2 separate regions of the Gossypium hirsutum genome follow, and region 1 is linked to region 2. The links are chromatin contacts, called in public Hi-C maps. All regions are on one chromosome and are shown on one strand. Each heading gives the region's core, a stretch centred on a gene start, on an enhancer-like site or on the middle of the called end of the contact. The rest is flanking DNA. Distances are from core to core; before and after follow the strand shown.

What was found. Hi-C and Micro-C count contacts between places; a contact is called where the count stands out from the background.
Region 1: a Hi-C map of leaf shows a contact between it and region 2, with 3 times the contacts expected there. The contact joins two enhancer-like sites. A contact is called at or near these places in 6 of 34 Hi-C or Micro-C datasets (anther, callus, leaf and 1 more).

The regions. Positions count from the first base shown.
Region 1 is chrA12:77,651,726-77,655,972 of Gossypium_hirsutum_v2.1, reverse strand. It overlaps the pseudogene LOC107942932. Among protein-coding and RNA genes, the nearest start is that of LOC121211644, 42 kb to the right of the region's middle. Within about 2 kb of position 1,297, at least 5 of the 9 cell types and tissues checked have an H3K27ac peak or open chromatin away from gene starts, as enhancers often do. A contact at or near this core is called in leaf, where this site is marked.
Region 2 is chrA12:77,524,964-77,529,637 of Gossypium_hirsutum_v2.1, reverse strand. It overlaps the pseudogene LOC107919622. Among protein-coding and RNA genes, the nearest start is that of LOC107923935, 5.8 kb to the right of the region's middle. Within about 2 kb of position 1,792, at least 7 of the 9 cell types and tissues checked have an H3K27ac peak or open chromatin away from gene starts, as enhancers often do. A contact at or near this core is called in leaf, where this site is marked.

The sequences.
Region 1 (4,247 bases), core at 48-2,547, 130 kb before region 2:
CACGTCAGGGATACAATTGCCACATTGGGTTGACATGGCGCCAAACTGGGTGGCAACGAAGTCTAGCTGGATTGGTTACGTGGCAGTCTGTCAGGATAAAGAGGAAATCGCCAGGCTTGGCCGGAGAGACGTGGTGATTGCTTTGAGAGGCACCGCTACTGGTCTTGAATGGCTTGAAAATTTCCGTGCTACTCTTACTCCAGTCCCCAATGCTGACACCAAACCTACACACCACGATGACGGCGACGGTGACGACTCGGAGCCCATGGTGGAAACCGGGTTCCTCAGCCTTTACATGTCGGGAACAGACGAGGTACCGAGCTTACAAGAAATGGTCCGTGAAGAAATCTCACGGTTGCTACAAACGTACGGCGACCAGCCTCTGAGTTTAACCATTACAGGACACAGTCTCGGTGCGGCTCTGGCTACTCTGACCGCTTACGACATAAAAACAACCTTTAAACTTGCTCCGATGGTGACCGTCATGTCGTTCGGAGGTCCACGTGTAGGTAACCGGAGCTTTCGTTGCCAACTAGAGAAACAAGGGACGAAAGTGTTGAGAATAGTGAACTCTGATGATCTTATCACAAAAGTACCGGGGTTCGTACTAGAGGAAGAAGACGCTGACGTGCCGAAAGACCAAAAAGTCTACGTGGCGGGTTTGCCTAGCTGGATCCAAAAACGGGTCGAAGACACACAGTGGGTATACGCGGAGGTAGGAAGAGAGCTTAAACTGCGCAGCAGAAGCTGCCCGTACCTTAAAAATATCAACGTTGCCACATGTCACGACCTCAAAACATACCTCCATTTAGTCAACTATTCATGAAGCTCCACGTGTCCTTCCAGTCCACAGCAGAGAGAAAAAAAATCGCAGTGTAAATCAGAAGCGAAGACAAAAAAATCGGCTAAAGGATACCTTTTTCCCGTACAGAAAGTTCTGTACGGCCTCTAACAAATCCCCGAGTAAAAACTAAAATCGTATATAGTTTTACCTTCGGTTTTGCCGCAAATCGGCACATTCTAATTCTTTTGTATAAAAAAAAAATCCATAATTCGACATCTTACATGCTTATTGTCTTTTTATTGCCTTATTTGCCCGAAAATCACCACACAAGAACATAGAAAAACAATAAAAATCTTATATTATTCCAGTAAAAAAAATATTCATATAGTGGGGATATCACTAAAAAGGCAATTGTTGTTTATTATTATTATTATTGATGAGGAGGATGGGTATCACGTGTCAAGCAAAGTGAATTGACAACAATACCCTTGTTCCTCACCTAACTTATAAGGCACCGACCGGGATAATACTTTCCGCTTTGTTCCAAACTAATCAAACCTACCGTCCACACCCAACACTGTGTCGGTTTTTCTCAACTTACCCTAATACCCTCCATCGCCGTCATAGCTCCCACCGTGAGCTCATCCCTTTGAAAGTCAAGTTCCCGACACCCCAAAAGTCTTGGAGTGGGTGGGTTTTTGTCCAAATTAAGACAAAACAGTTTTCTTTGGTAATACAAATGTCAACGTGAATCATATCCTTGTTCCAGTCTTTGCAAGACCTTAATGAAAAGCCCAATGGAATATTTTCAGTTTTCACAAATATAGATTTCACTTGGCATGAGCTGGCAATAATTTAGAATAAAATCCAATTTTTTGTTTGATTGCAATATCTTTTGGACAATAATAGAAGTACGTAGAGTATAATATAATCATGACAACTTTTTGATATGTTTCTTGTTGAAGACAATATATTAATTATTATAAGATGGAGAGCCAGCCTTTGTTGTAAAAGGTACCTGTATTCGATTTCTTTAAAGAATTATCTTTTTTTTGGTTCCATAAACAGAAAGCACCATCACTAAATAATCAATACCATAACTTTTTGCCTTGATTCTGTCCTCAAATATAATATGTTGAAAACTTTAACGTTCAAATCTTTCGTTTATAAAGTGTGCACTGTACTTTGAAGCTACACCAGCAGAAACATCCATGGCATTTGTCCAGAAAAGAAACATAAACTGTGTTCAATAATGTCAGACAATCCCAGCTGTTTGTTTGGGGCTAGGATACATGACAGTACTGATTTTATGAGCATTCTGTCACAGTAATTATAGTGTGGAACATGCGTTTATATATATATGTATGTAAATGATTTTCAGTTAATAATACTATATATATATACACTGGAAGAGACGAGAGGACAACATGTCTCCACAGGTCATTGTCTCGTAAGAGATAAATGATCAAAACCATATGAATATGTGTTGATGGGAATATAAACCACAAAGCGTGATGGATCAGATTTGAAGATGCTCGTTTACATGATTCATTCATTATGACCCTTTAACCCACATTTGGTTTTATATTTGTATTTATTTCTTATATATATACACATAGAGAAACCTCTTGCTCTACTGGGAATTAACATACTTTTATTTGAATATTAAAATTAGCAAATATGAATAATCCGACTCTCTTCAGTTTCACTTTGATCCATACATCATTTCGTTCAAACCCTATGAGGAAGACAACATTAATCTCTTTACTATGATGATATTGTCATATGCTTCAACTTCAATTGGCAGCATTCTGAGAGCATGAATGCCTTTTCCATCACACTCAATTGTAGGGTCATTTTAAATCAACGGTGCGTTTATCTTAATTAGTATAAAAATAATATTAAATTATATAATGTAATAATATTATAATATGAGACTAAAAAAAAAAACTAAACTTAAATAAACACTTGAACCCTTGGTCAAATTCATGGGTCACTTTCATCTCCTGTGGATAGTCTATAAATTTATTTTCTAAATTTTAAAGAAGCAGCCACGACAGCTACATGATTGTGTGAGCATATTCCAAAATCCTGCCTCCGTGGAAGACAACACCAAGCAAAATACCCTTTACCAAACTTGGACTTTAAATATTAATTTTTTTTTCCGGTTATTTTTCAAACATTAAATGACGTAACAAAAGCAATGATATAAAAAAATTCATATATTATTCAAAGTAAAAATCTTAATGGGATTACAAGTTGAACAAAGAAAACAAAATTCACACTTTGGTTAAAATTATCCAACGATTTAATTCGGTTAATTGGACGGCAGTCGATTTGTGATTTTTTAAATCTTCAGTTATTGGTTAATTTGGTTTGAAACTGAATAATTAACCGAATTAACTGAAATATTTGTTGTTTTCAAGATTTATGTAGTGTTTTTAATGTCTTATTTGTTATTTTCACCTTCATTTAAAGTTTTTTGAACTATTAAGTAAAAAAAAGAGAACATTAGCAATGTATTTTTTTATATGTTTTGTACTTATTTTAACAAAAAAAATATAAATTCCAGTTAATTCGATTAATCGACCAAATTAATCAAAATATTTCAGTTTAGTTAATAGTTAAAAATTTATACATTTTAGATAATTCAATTCAAGTATTAGCCGAACCGATCGTATCAACACCCCTAATAATTTCTAACTTTGATTCTGGACATCATTTGACATAAATTCCCGGAACCAACAATAAACTTCAATTGACAAAGAATATGATGTAGTGTTTAGCTTACCTCTACCGTTAGAATTATTTTTCAATGGAAAATGAAATTTGAATCAGTGATAGTTATATATAATTATGGTATAAATGTACAACATAATCAATACAATACTGTTACAATGGTGTCTATCACTTGTACTGCATGCACCGACTTTTTTTCTAAATGCCGGTGGGGATGTTCAATTATCACTGGTCTTAATCAACTTTCGCCTAGCTTTTGTATTAATTAAATAAAATATTTTATTTAAAAACAATATGTTAACTGTTACCATTACTGTTTAAGAATGGATTGTATGAAATTGTAATTTCAAGTTATCATTATCCTTTGAGCATGACAAATCAGATTTTTCCTCCTGATCTTTAGGATTTTTATTTAGATTTGAATTTTTTGAAAATCAGGAGGAAAAATATGATTTGTCATACTCCTATTGAAAATGGATAAGGATTACGCGGAATTGATGGCACAAATTGTCAATTACAGTTTCATACAATTCTTTTTCTGAGGGTGAGATTATCTCAAACGAAACTGATCAGTACAATATTTTTTAAAATTATATATTTATGGCACAATTTATCGCTTCTTAATAATATATATTAGGGATAAATCTTAAAATTATACATTAATAACATGAAATTTTGATTCAAATGTACACATTTTAAAAAATAAATATCGATTTATTTATAT
Region 2 (4,674 bases), core at 543-3,042:
CCCCGTTTCGGGTTCAAAGAAATCCGTCAACCTTTAATATTTTATTTTAATAATAGGTCAAATTCTAATTTTGGTTCTTATATTATATTAAATTTTTGGATTTAGTTCCTATACTTTAATTTATTTATACTTTTACAAGGTTAGTAATTAATCTAAATTGTAAAAATTGTTAGTTACTAAAGCATTAATATTTGGGATTACCTACTAAAAATAAGAATAAGAAAATAAAATTATTTTAATTAAATCTTATATAATGACTTGATTAAGGGTTTTGCCTCGTTATTGAAATTTATCCAAAAAAATTATGTTAATTAAAGATAATTGTTTTTCTTTTCAAATTATAGTATACTAGAAACTCCAAAATTAGAACTTAACCTCTGTTTTAAATTTGTCCCCAAATCAGCTCGAACGATCCAGAACAATATCTAGGTTTACCTAATTTGGTGGGTAGAAAGAGGAAAGAGGAAAGAGGAAAGCCTGAAGGATAGGTTACAGCAACAAATAGATAATTGGAGTATAAAACATCTTTCGCAGGGAGAAAAGGAGGTTTTTATTAAGGCAGTCCTTCAATCTATTCCAGCTTACTCAATGCAGATATTGTTAAAAAAAATCAAGCAGATCCCTTTGGCAAGGACAGAGCACGACGATTTCCAATTATGGGGGGAACCATCTGGAATTTTCTCTATTAGGAGCGCCTACAAACTATTATAACAGACTACACTGGATCCTAGTAGTTATAATTTACAGGCCGAGAATAAAAAATTTTACAGGAAATTATGGAATCTACATATTCCTTCAAAGATCAAAATTACAGTTTGGAAAGTTGCCTGGAACTATATTCCTACTTTTGCGAATCTTAAAACTAAACGAGTAGTCGTTGAAACTCATTGTCCCAGGTGTCGTCTTACTGAAGAAGACAGTTTCCATATTTTCTGGTAGTGCCCTACAACAAAGGAAGTATGGAGAAATTTACAGTGTTCTTGGGTGCTTAATAGCAACAGTGAAGGCATATGGGAGTGGCTTACCTGGGTTTTCAACAAGGGGACAAGTGAACAGTGTCGTCTTTTCTGCCGTGGGTTATGGATTATCTGGACAAGTCGAAATAAACTCCTTTATGAAAATAGAAACACAACAAGCACTGAAATTTCCAATCAAATAGTTAGCTACGTTTCAGAGTTGTAAGGAGTAGAGAAAAAACTTAGCTTAGATTCTGATAGAGTTCTTTAACAGGTTGATCAGAGAACGTGCCCAGTTATTTATTTTGATGCAGCTTTTGACCAGCAGTCTTTCAGATCAGCTACGGGGTTGATAGTCCAAGCGATGGATGGGGAAATATTGGCTTACAAATCGGTACTCCATGTCGACGTTGCATCACCGTTTGCGGCGGAGGCTCTTGCAGGTTTAGAGGTAATAAGGTTAAGTATTTCCATGGGCCTAACTACATGCATTATCTTGGGTGACTCTAGAACAGTTATTAAAAAATGCCAGAGTACATATTATGATAGATCGATCGTCGGAGCAGTCATCAGAGATATCCAAAATTTAAAAATACATTTTCAAAATATGGATTTTCATTTCATTCCAAAATCAGAAAATCTCTTTGCTTATACTTTTGCTGGATAAGTATTAGAGAGAAATGAAAGTCATTACCTGGAGGGCAGCATCCCAGAGAGTGTTCGAAGAGCAGTGGAGAGGAAAAAGCAAAGAGAACCAGATTAGAGTAAAAGAAATGGCTCTTCTGAAAACTTGTAGCTGAAGATTAAAGATTTGATGAGATTTGAGCTTATCTACTATTTCCAATGGTTGTGACGGTTCAGATGACAAGACGTGACTTTAAAAGGGCAGTTGTTGCTGTCGACTGGTATTAGTATGAGTAGGTTTTTTATTTCTTTCTCTATTTATGGGCCTTTTTGTTTTTGCCTGATTTCTGTTTTATTGGACCTGTTTATTTTGGATCCAAGTCCAAGATGTAGGAGTTTCTGATTACTGTTATTGTTTTTTTTTTAATAAAGAAATAAAACCAGTCGATTTCATCAAAAAAAAAATTTGTCCCCAAATTTAGGGCCAGGCTAACGACTTTTTTAGTACTAAGAGTTTTAGTTGGGCTTATTAACCAGTAATCATTTGATGGTTCGGTCGGTGGGTTGTTAGGTCCAAGCAAATTAGCAAATTTCATTAACAGAGAGCGGGCTTAATCTAGTTTAATATATACAGAAATATTTAAACTTAAAAATTTATATCTATTCGGTATCAAAATTCAAAAATTATATTAAAATATGAGATTTTTACATGTCATCATGATATTGATAGTAACGCCTCATTACTATAGTTTACGAAATCAGGGGTTGGAAATTCGGGGGCTGAAATTTCGGGGTTGAAGGAGGTTGCTTTTAAACAATGAGATTTTATCAAGAAATTAAAAGAGAGCAGGCCTGGGGGTAATTATGGGCAGCGGACTAAAGAAAAAAAGGGTAAGGAACAGTGGGCCAGAGCAGTTTTATTGGGCTGAAAGATAAGGCTAGTAGGCTAGTCTATTTGGAAGTTGAACAAGGAAAAGCTGGACAAGGCCGGACGCATGGGGATTTAATTTTAGAAAATAATATGGGCTTCAATTCGGACGGGTCACAACCAATTTCGACTGGCAAGTTGATTTTAAATGATTCAGGACACTTAGACCATATTGTGCAGTCGGGCCTCACACTGATTTCACAAAACAAAAACTCCTCTCTGCATATTAATCATACATTCGAAGGACCTATTGAGTCAGAGGTGGTTTTAAATTTTAACGTGTTGGATCCCAAAAGACATTCGGCTGTAATTTTTAAAGGAAATTCAGATCACAATTCCATAGTTACAGAGTCGAATAATAGACCAAGTGACTCTAATATCTTGGCTGTTCTTTCAAAAGGACATGGACTTGATAATAAAAAAGGAAGAGGGCGTAGTGGTAGAGCGCTAAATAAGACAATTCGTGGACGAGGGGACGTTTTAAAATTGCTGGAAATTCGCGTGCCTCACTCCATGATGCTATGAATTCCATGGCAAAACTTATTGGTGAGTAAGTGGAGACCCTTACTGATACGGTCAGTACCAACGATGAGGGATATAAAGCTTCCATTGGCCTTTGAAAGGTTAGTCCTCTTACTTTTAATTTATTATCTATGAATTTTACTATTTTTTCTTGGAATTGTCAGGGTTGTACTAGTTTGAAGTTTATTCGGGTTTTTCATGAATACAATCAGGAACATAAACCCAATTTGATCAGCCTTATTGAAACAAGGGTCAGTAGGGGAAAAGCTGATTTGATTATTGCGAAGCTTGGTTTTCATTACTCACAACTAGTAGAGGCAGTGGGCTTTTCAGGTGGTATTTGGATTGGTTGGAAAGAATCTGTTGGAGTAAAGGTTCTAAAAAACCATTTGCAATTTGTGTTAGTCAGAATTACCGGTACCTCATTTAGACAACCTCTTTTGGTTACTTTTGTGTATGCTAGCCCGAATCAGAATAAACGGAGAATTTTATGGGAGGCTTTACAAAAAACTATTCCAGTGGATGGGTCTCCTTGGATGGCGATTGGTGACTTTAATGCCATTATTTCTCTTTCTGAAAAGAAAGGGGCCGGACTCTGGGGAAAATGTGCCCTTTTTTTGGTGAGCTTATGGATTCCGCATTGTTGCAAGACTTAGGCTTTAGAGGACCGCAATTCACTTGGCAGAGAGGGGGATTATGGAGCTTCTGGATAGGGCTACTTGTAACAGCCCTTGGTGTACCCTTTTTCCTAATTCTCTAGTGACACACTTACCACGACTTAAATCGGACCATAGACGCCTCAAATTATCTTTGATGTCTAATTTTCTTTCCTCACAAGGGAGACCGTTTAGGTTTTTAGCTGGTTGGGTTGAACATCTAGCTTTCTCTAGTTTCATTAAAGAAAATTGGAGGCTTTCTACTAATATGGCGATGATTTACTCCGAGTTTACTACTCAAGTCAAAAGATGGAATAAAGATGTGGACAGTCATATTCCTACTCGCAAGAAGTTTCTGACTAAGAAACTTCATAACATCGAGATCAAGCGCAATAGATTCAATTCGGCTTATCTCTGCCAAGTTAAGATGGAAGTTGGAGAAGATTTGGAAAATGTGTTGCATCATAAGGAAATCCTTTAGCGTCAGAAAGCTCGTTGTGATTGGTTAGTCTTGGGAGATCGCAATGCCAAATTTTTTCACACACTTACTTTGAGAAGAAGGAAGCAGAATCAAATTACTGCTTTAAAAAATGATCTAGGGGAATGGATCATGGATGAAGAGCAGCTAAAAACTGAAGCGGTCAATTTCTTTAAAGTATTGTATGGCGAACACTCAGGCCCGATGAGTGGTTTACCCACAAGCGCCTTCCCCTCCCTCACTGACGAGGATTTTAGCTTCCTTAATAATCCAGGTTTGGATGAGGAAATCAAAGTTGCTTTGTTTGATATGGCACCTTTGAAAGCTCCAAAAAGTGATGGTTTTCACGCACTTTTCTACCAAAGTCAGTGGGACCACGTTGGCGCCTCCGTTTGTAGTTTGGCTAAAGGTATTTTTTCTGGTAAAAACATCGATTCGGAGTTAAATAATTCGCTTATTGTTCTTTTGCCTAAAAGCCAATATCCAGAAAGCTTCACCTAGTTTTGACAA